Regions from separate parts of the Sus scrofa genome. Here region 2 is linked to region 1. The links are chromatin contacts, called in public HiChIP or PLAC-seq maps. All regions are on one chromosome and are shown on one strand. The core of a region is the stretch at or near the end of the contact, and the rest is flanking DNA. Distances in the headings are between cores, read along the strand shown. Region 1 has its middle 150 kb from the start of ZBED5. Region 2 has its middle 16 kb from the start of EIF4G2.

Region 1 (3,873 bases), core at 673-3,172:
TGGGGGGAGGGAGAGAGTCAGACCGGGAAGAGTCTAGAGGATGGACACGGGGAAGGCTGGACTTCAGCTGGTCTTAGAGACCACCAGAGGTCAGTCTTGGGTCCTTCAAGAGGAATAAGAGAGGCAATTGCTAAGCGCTGGTTCTCACCTGAGGACCATTCAGAGGAATTTATTCCACTTTAATATACTGTGGCGTTAGCGGCTTTGAAATTCTTTACCACCAAGGGGCCCTTAAAAGCAATGAAGCAGGAGTCTCAGGAATGACCCGTATGTCAGGCCTGCTTGTTTATCACTCTCAAGGCCACAATAAAAGGCAAGTTTAATTGCCTGGTGATTCTGGGCTGGTGGGGCCCAGATGTGTGAACCCACCCAGCAGGCCCAGGAGTCTGTTAGAACTTGGGAGGGAGTTTGGTGCCGGGCCTGGTTGAGAAGCCTCAGGCCTGGGCTAGGTCCAGGGATGCCTTTGGTCTAGGACTAGGGCTGGGGCTGGCCTGGAGCTGGTCCAGGCTGGCCCAGATTTCAACTTTGGTCCCCAGGTTATTGGCTTTCCTGTTGTCAAAAACAACTTCAGAGGTTCTGTCAGGAAAATGTGATGCTGCCATGACAGCTCTTTCTATAGGAGGGCCCCCAAGGCCCCCAGCCCTCCAGCTCAGTGAGGGGACTGGGTTTCAGCTATCCCATTCTGGGCCCCTGGAACTTCTCAGCAGGGAGCAGATTTTGGGACTTGGGGGACAGGTGTTCCAGGTCTCTGTCTTGGGCAATGTCATCATTCATAGGCAATAGGGATCTCAAGGCTCTTCTCTCATTTCTTTTGTTGGAGCTACATATTCTGGTCCAGGGGAGATGGACTAGCAGGTCAGGGACAATATCCTTTGCGATGTCCTCATCTTTACCTGCTGTGGCTGCTGGTCCTTGGGATACATGAGTCCTCGTGAGGCCCAGGGCCCTGGCATGGAGAAGGCTATAGATAAAGGTGGGTAGCTACCAGAACACCTGTGGGAGCCAGGCTGTTCAAGCAAGGGACACAAGGCAGGGCACTCTCTTTTTGTCCCCCATTTTATCTCCTCCCATAAGTGGGCCTTTGCCAAATGTTGGCCACACGGATCATCATTATCATCACATCATCCTCATCTCACCATCACCAACATCACCACCATCACCACAATCATCATCCTCGCCATCAGCATCACGAAGTATAGCTCAGGCACTGTTCTAACAATTATCTCAAATAATCTTCACAACACCCCAGAAGGTAGGCACTATTACTGCATCATTTACAGAAAAGGAACTTAAGGCCCACAGAGGTTAAGTAACTCGCACAAAGCCACACAGCTAGTAAATGGCAGAGTCACACAGCCTACACTCTGAGTCACTGCAAGGATGAAGACTGTTTTGGCCCTCGACAATCCTTCACTTCAGTGGAACACAGCCACAGACATGGACCAGAGTCCCAAAGGAAGGCCCAGGAGCTGAGTGTGGAAGGTGGGTAGGATTTGGCAAAGTAGGCAGGAGGCTGTTGGAAAGAATACTTATTCACCATTTCTGACATTCCCTTCCATGTGGAGGACAAGTTAGTATAACCTTCCTGGCTTCGGCCTTGACTGGTGTGTTTGGGACGAGGTGCTGGGCATGTGCAGCTTGGCCCCTTTCCTCCTAGGGGTGAGCTGGGCAGGTCTCAGTGTGAGAGTCTGTGGCTGTCCAGAGCTGCTGTGACTAGGGCGGCCAGTCCATTGACTTCTGGGCTTCAGTATGAGCAAGTTCTTTTCCATATATCTCAGCCATATCCTCCTGTACCAGCTTCTTCAGTAATCCAGTTCCAACTTTTGTCTCACCATCCAATAAACTGAGATCCCAGGCCAGGAAAATAGCATTGCCATTTATAGGCCTCCCTCCAGCTATTTTAGGCACATGGTAAATTAGCAAGAGCAAAGAAGCAGTGCCCATAAAGCCATTTAAGCCTTGTCCTGGAACCACCTCAATGGGCAGTGCTAAGCCTCCGGAAAAGACGATTAGGAATTTTAATTTCTTCCCTTGTGTTCAAAGGCCAGTTGGTCAGCAATGCCAGAAGCATGACAGCTCTTCACTTTTTCCCACCGCCATCTCGATGGGCCTTTTCCAGAGGAAGAAAGGCCTTTCACGGAAGAGGGAGATGGCTCACCTTCTGGCGGAGACCCTGGTGGGGCAGGGAGGGGCCGCATAGCCAGGAGCTGCCCCTCTAGCACAGCCTGGAAGGAACCCTGTGAAATGCCTTGGAGCCTCCTGGCCTCTCCCCACCCCGTGGATTATTCAGAGCTGGTGAGAGTGTGGGCTGTGCCTCTGGAAAGAGAGCTCTTCTGGGTTCTGCCTAGGAAACACTTCCAGATGTTCATGCAAACTATCAGCACCAAATTGCCTCTGAATCAAAGTCCCTGTCTCTTCTGGGTCTTCTGGGGGACATGGGTACATCCCCCATTCATGCTATGAGGGGCCTCAAACTGCAGATAACCTCTGCCAGAGGAACATTTGGAGGCAGAAAGCCTCCATGTCTTGATTGTCTCAAAAGCAGCTAATTTTATTATTGATAGTTGAGGCTAGATTCAGGTTGGTACTCAGTAATAAAAACAACAACAAAAGCAACACCCCAACTATTGGGAATTTACTGTGTGCCAGGTTTCTCACTGAATCCCCCTAAGAATCCTATGGGATAAGTACTAGTATTATATCCATTTTACAGAAAAGGAAAGGAGGCTTAGAAAACTGAAGTAACTTACCTGTGGTCATATAGCTGGTAAATGGCAGAACTAGGGCATAAACTCAGGCACCCTGGCTCTGTAGCCACTCTCATAACCCACAATACTATATAATGTCACAGTCTGCAGTGCCTTTGGAGAGCCTGTATGTTAATCTTACTGGGTCAGATGAGGAAACTGGGGCCCAGAGAGTGTAAACAACTTGCCCAAGGTCACACAGCAGTTAGTGCTAGAGTTTGAACCCACACCTAGGTCTTCTGGCTCCCAGTTTAGAGCTCTGGTCACAGTACCACATAGCCATGCTGTATACTAAACCATCTCATGTCATTTTAGCCAAAATGACTAATGGGCTAATTGGAAAGGACTAGGATTACACTATGCTTTCCTGACCTTGAAGAATTAAATATTTCCAGGAGTTCCCTTCTTGGCTCATTGGTTAACGAACCTGACTAGGATTCATGAGGATGCAGGTTCTATCCCACGCCTTGCTCAGTGGGTTAAGGATCCAGCATTGTCGTGAGCTGTGGTGTAGGTCACAGATGTGGCTCAGATCTGGCATTGTTGTGGCTGTGGTGTAGGCCAGCAGCTGTAGCTCCCATTGGACCCCTAGCCTGGGAACTTCCATATGCCGTGGGCATGGCCCTAAAAAGCAACAATAACAAAAAAGTTAAATATTACAGTGCGTTAACACCTCACACCAGTCAGAATGGCTGTTATCAGAAAGCCTACAAATATATATCCATCTTTTTTTCAGATTCTTTCCCCATATAGGCAATCATGAAGTGTTGAATAGATTTCCCCAATCTACATAGTAGGTCCTTGTTACTGATGGATTTTGTATATAGTGTGTATATGCCAGTCGCACCTCCCAATCCATCTGTCCCCACAGTGTTTCCCCACTGGTTACCATAAGTTAGGTTTCAAAATCTTTGAGTCTCTTTCTGTTTTGTGAATAAGTTCCTTTATATCATTTTTATTAGCTGTACACCTGAAACAAACACAACATTGTAAGTCACCTATTTCCAGTAAAATTTTTTAAAAATGCAAAAAAAAGTCTACAAATAATAAATGCTGGAGAGGGTGTAGAGAAAAGGGAGGCCTCCTACACTGCTGGTGGGGATATAAATTGGCATAGCTGCTAAGG
Region 2 (3,873 bases), core at 419-2,918, 210 kb before region 1:
TGAGCGAGGCTAGGGATTGAACCCACAACCTCATGTTTCCTAGTCGGATCTGTTTCCACTGCGCCACTACAGGAACATAGGAACTCCTTTTTTTTTTTTGGACACCAACTATCTTTGAGGGAGACACAGGTCGACCCATCATGGGGGACTTGGAGGCTTCCAGCTCCTCACCTCAGGTCCTAGGTCCGAGGCTCAGAAGCACGCCTCTGCCCTCATGGGCTCATCTGGCTTTGATTGCACACCCCCAGGATGGAGGGGGTCATTGCTGCTGGGACGTGTCTCTCCCTTCCTTTCCTCCTCTTTGACCCCTTAATGCACAGCGGTATATCTTAGTGATGAGGGCTGGCTCTTGGGTTGAGTGCCGGGTAAGAATCACAGCCTTGTGACTTAAAACTCTGTCCTAGCCCTTCCAAAGAGCATGTAGAAGGTGCCCCAACCACTCAATGAACAAATGAAAGATCTTGGGCAAGATGCTCAATTTCACTGAGCCTCATCGATAAAATAGAGATGGCAATGTACCTGCCTCAAGGCGCCTGGGAAACTGGAATGATCGATGTACCTAGTCCAGCCTGGCATATACTAAATGCTTGAGAATATATACTAAATTTCTTGAGAAATGTTAGCTAGAATAATGATATGCTGTGCCGTAGTATAGCACTGGAGTATTAATGAGTTATTGATATCATTAATAATAATAGTAATTCTCCAAAGGGCGTCCATTACCTTTAGAATAAAAACCAAAGTCATTACTATGTCCAACTACGTGTCTCCCCTGCCTGCCCCTCCAGCCTCAGGCGCCTCTTTGTTCAGCCGCCCTGACTCCTGTGTTGACCCTCAGGCACTCCACGTGTGTTCCCATCTTGGCCATTGGCTTTGCTTCCCGTCTTCTTCCACATATCTGCTTAGTTCATTCCCTCGCTTTATTTAGATCTTTGCTCAAAGGTCACTTCTTAAGACCTTCCCTGAATACCCTATTTCAAGTGGCATTCACAGCACTCCTCATCTCTTGTTCTGTTGATTTCTCTATGAGCACTTTCTACTACTGACACTGTATATATGCTTATTCTCTGTCACCCAGATTGTTTGCTCCAAAAGGAGGCTTTGTCTCATTCACTGGAGTAGTGCCTGGCACATAGTTGGGACTTAATAAATATTTATGAGCTGAATGGACTTGTAGAGCAATCCCACACCTATCCAACGCTGTTTTTCATTATGTGTCGATCTGGCTCCTTGCAGCGACTCTAGGACATGGACAAACCAAGTTATTTCACAGATAAGGCAAATGAAACCCAGAGAGGTAAAGCGATTGGCCTAAGCTCATGGAAATAATTACTGAGGGAGCTGGCTCTGCAGGCTCTGGTCTGTGACTCAGCATGTCCCATGCAGACCTGAGCAGCCCAAGGATTCTCTGCTTATCAGTCAACATCATTGCATCATTCACAGATGATGCCAAAACTCTCACTGTCCCTTTTCCCATTGATCAGCATGTTCAATAGGTCCTTGCTGCCTTTCTATGGGACAAGGACACTTGTATCCTTGGGCCAAAGGGATCTTCTCCTGGGAGCCAGCAGAGGGTGCTAGAGAGACAGCATCCCATCCAAGGCCTAATGGGTGGCCTTGTCCTTGGCCAACCTCCTGGACTAAGTCCAGGTAGGGAGGCTGGGAGGACAGCCTGCGGTCTGGGCAGCGTGTGTGACTTCAGTGTCCTCTTGCTGCTCCTCTCTGCTCTGTGCTCAGAAGTCCCTTTCAGGAGAACCCTGGCTCTCTCTGGAGGCTGCTACTAGGAAGGCTGTCTCAAATTCTATTGAGATCAGTGGGAAAGAGCTTTCTGACTCCCTATCCTCCTGGCCCCGCTGCACAGCTGCTGTCCTCCAGCAGCTGCAGGATGAACCCTCATTCAGAAGGGTCGCATGGACTTCGTCCTGCTGTAGAGTTGGAGACATAAGCTCTGTGGAGCCAAGAGGAAGGCGGAATTGGGTTCCCTGCCTGTGCCTGGAAAGCCCTCCCTCAAATGTTTGCCAGGAAAGTGACTCTTAAAAGTCTCAACTTCTTCCAGGATGTTTCCTCCTCTCAGTTCAGGTGGCTCCTTGCTCCCATCTCAGTGTGTCCACCTGCCCCAGGGCCACGGGTTCTGGTCCTGTCTGCTCCCCCGCTGGACAGTGGGCTCCCTGAGGGTTGAGATGGCGCTGGCACAGATGAGGTGCTCACTTGTGTACGTACAAATGAATGACTAATGTCTGGTGAACTGGGTGCTTTGTAATTAAATTGGAGGCACTGGGAAATCTTAAGGCCGGGACAGCCACAACTGAGGAAAAAGTCAAGGATTTTTTATTTTTTTGCTTTTTAGGGCCACACCTCAGTGTATGGGAGTTCCCAGGCTAAGGGTCGCATCAGAGCTGAACTGCTAGCCTACACTACAGCCACAGCCACAAAGGATCTGACCTGCATCTGTGACCTATACCACAGCTCACGGCAACGCCAGATCCTTAACCCACTGATCAAGGTCCGGGATTGAACCCGCAACCTCATGGTTCCTAGTCGGATTCATTTCCTCTGTGCCCCGACGGGAACTCCCCATTCATTTTTAAAAATGGTTCTCTGTGCTTTCTGTGGATCCCCCAAGCTCCAAAATTCCCTTTTGGCTTAATTTGTTCTTTGTAGTGAAGAACCCTCACAGCCTTGGCAGAAAAATGTAGGTTTTCCAACATGGGACATTCAGGCACAGGATGAGGAAGAATAAATAAGCTAGATGAAGGGCACAGAGAGGTGGGTTTAACACTAAGAACAGCAATATTCCAGGCAGAGGAACAGCCTGTGCAAAGGCCTGAAAATAAAAAGAATGTAAAAGGGGGCACACAGTAGATGACTTGGGGCCTTGACTGTTAGATTAAGAATTGCATCTTAGTCTGAAGAAAACTGGGAGCTCCTGAAGGGCAGAGGAAGGATCAGACTTTTATAGAAGACTGCTCTGATGGCAATGTGGAGAATGAGCAAGAGCAAGAGGAAAGGCAGGGAGACCATGTGGAAACCTATGGTGGTCACTCAGGCATGAGACGATGGTGCTTGGACCAGGGTGGTGCAGTGATGAAACATGGAGAGAAGGGCTTCAAGAGCCATGATGGAAGATAACACATGGTGAATTGGTGGAGAGTAAGAGGAAGATAAAGAAGTGCACAGGCTTTTTGGTTTGGAACCCTGAAGAGGAAATGTTGGTTTGGGAGTTTAGTGATGGACATGTTGAGTTTGAAGTGCTTGTGGTACATTACACTCATTCCAGGGGCTGGTTGGATGTAAAGTTTGATGTTCTGAAAAGAGAGATGTCAGCAGCACAGGTGGTAACTGGGGTGACAGTGTCAAGGAAGGAAAGCAGAACAGCTCATGAACGAGGCTACAAGAGAGCCTTACTAGGAGACCAAGGAGATGCCTGAGAGGAAATTAGAACAGTAAACTGCTGAAAGCTTTTGACAAGAAAAAAAAGCATTGAGAAATGCCCAATGGACTTGGCTGGTGATTGGAAGCGCAGGCTCGAAGTTCTCACGGTGACAAGTCTTGGAAAAGCCACTGAGGTCAGACATTCACACACACATTGAAGGACTAGCTGTGAAGCTCCCTGCTAGTAACTGCCCATGTACCACCTTTAGTTCTTGTGGCAATCCTCATACATCAGCCACGTTTCCAAAACCAATTGAGACTTGGAGAAACGAAATATCTTGCCTAAGATGACCTTGCCAAGTGAGAGGAATGAACTCTAGATCAGAGTTCTTTCCACTTCTCTTTCCTTCTTCTATGTCCAGGTCCTGCCACAAACTTATTTGTGATGTGGTTCAATACTTGAGCACTTACACATTCTAGGCACTGTTCTAGGTGCTGTGG

Evidence for each region. HiChIP or PLAC-seq counts read pairs in DNA pulled down with a chosen protein or histone mark.
Region 2: an H3K27ac HiChIP or PLAC-seq map of skeletal muscle shows a contact between it and region 1. The contact joins two enhancer-like sites. A contact is called at or near these places in 1 of 5 promoter capture datasets (fetal liver), 7 of 47 Hi-C or Micro-C datasets (embryonic fibroblasts, mesenteric adipose tissue, omental adipose tissue and 3 more) and 1 of 2 datasets of contacts at active chromatin or transcription factors (skeletal muscle).

What each region holds. Positions count from the first base shown.
Region 1 is chr2:48,469,705-48,473,577 of Sscrofa11.1, reverse strand. No RefSeq gene overlaps it. Among named protein-coding and RNA genes, the nearest start is that of ZBED5, 150 kb to the left of the region's middle. Within about 2 kb of position 1,922, at least 7 of the 83 cell types and tissues checked have an H3K27ac peak or open chromatin away from gene starts, as enhancers often do. A contact at or near this core is called in skeletal muscle, where this site is marked.
Region 2 is chr2:48,680,911-48,684,783 of Sscrofa11.1, reverse strand. No RefSeq gene overlaps it. Among named protein-coding and RNA genes, the nearest start is that of EIF4G2, 16 kb to the right of the region's middle. Within about 2 kb of position 1,668, at least 23 of the 83 cell types and tissues checked have an H3K27ac peak or open chromatin away from gene starts, as enhancers often do. A contact at or near this core is called in skeletal muscle, where this site is marked.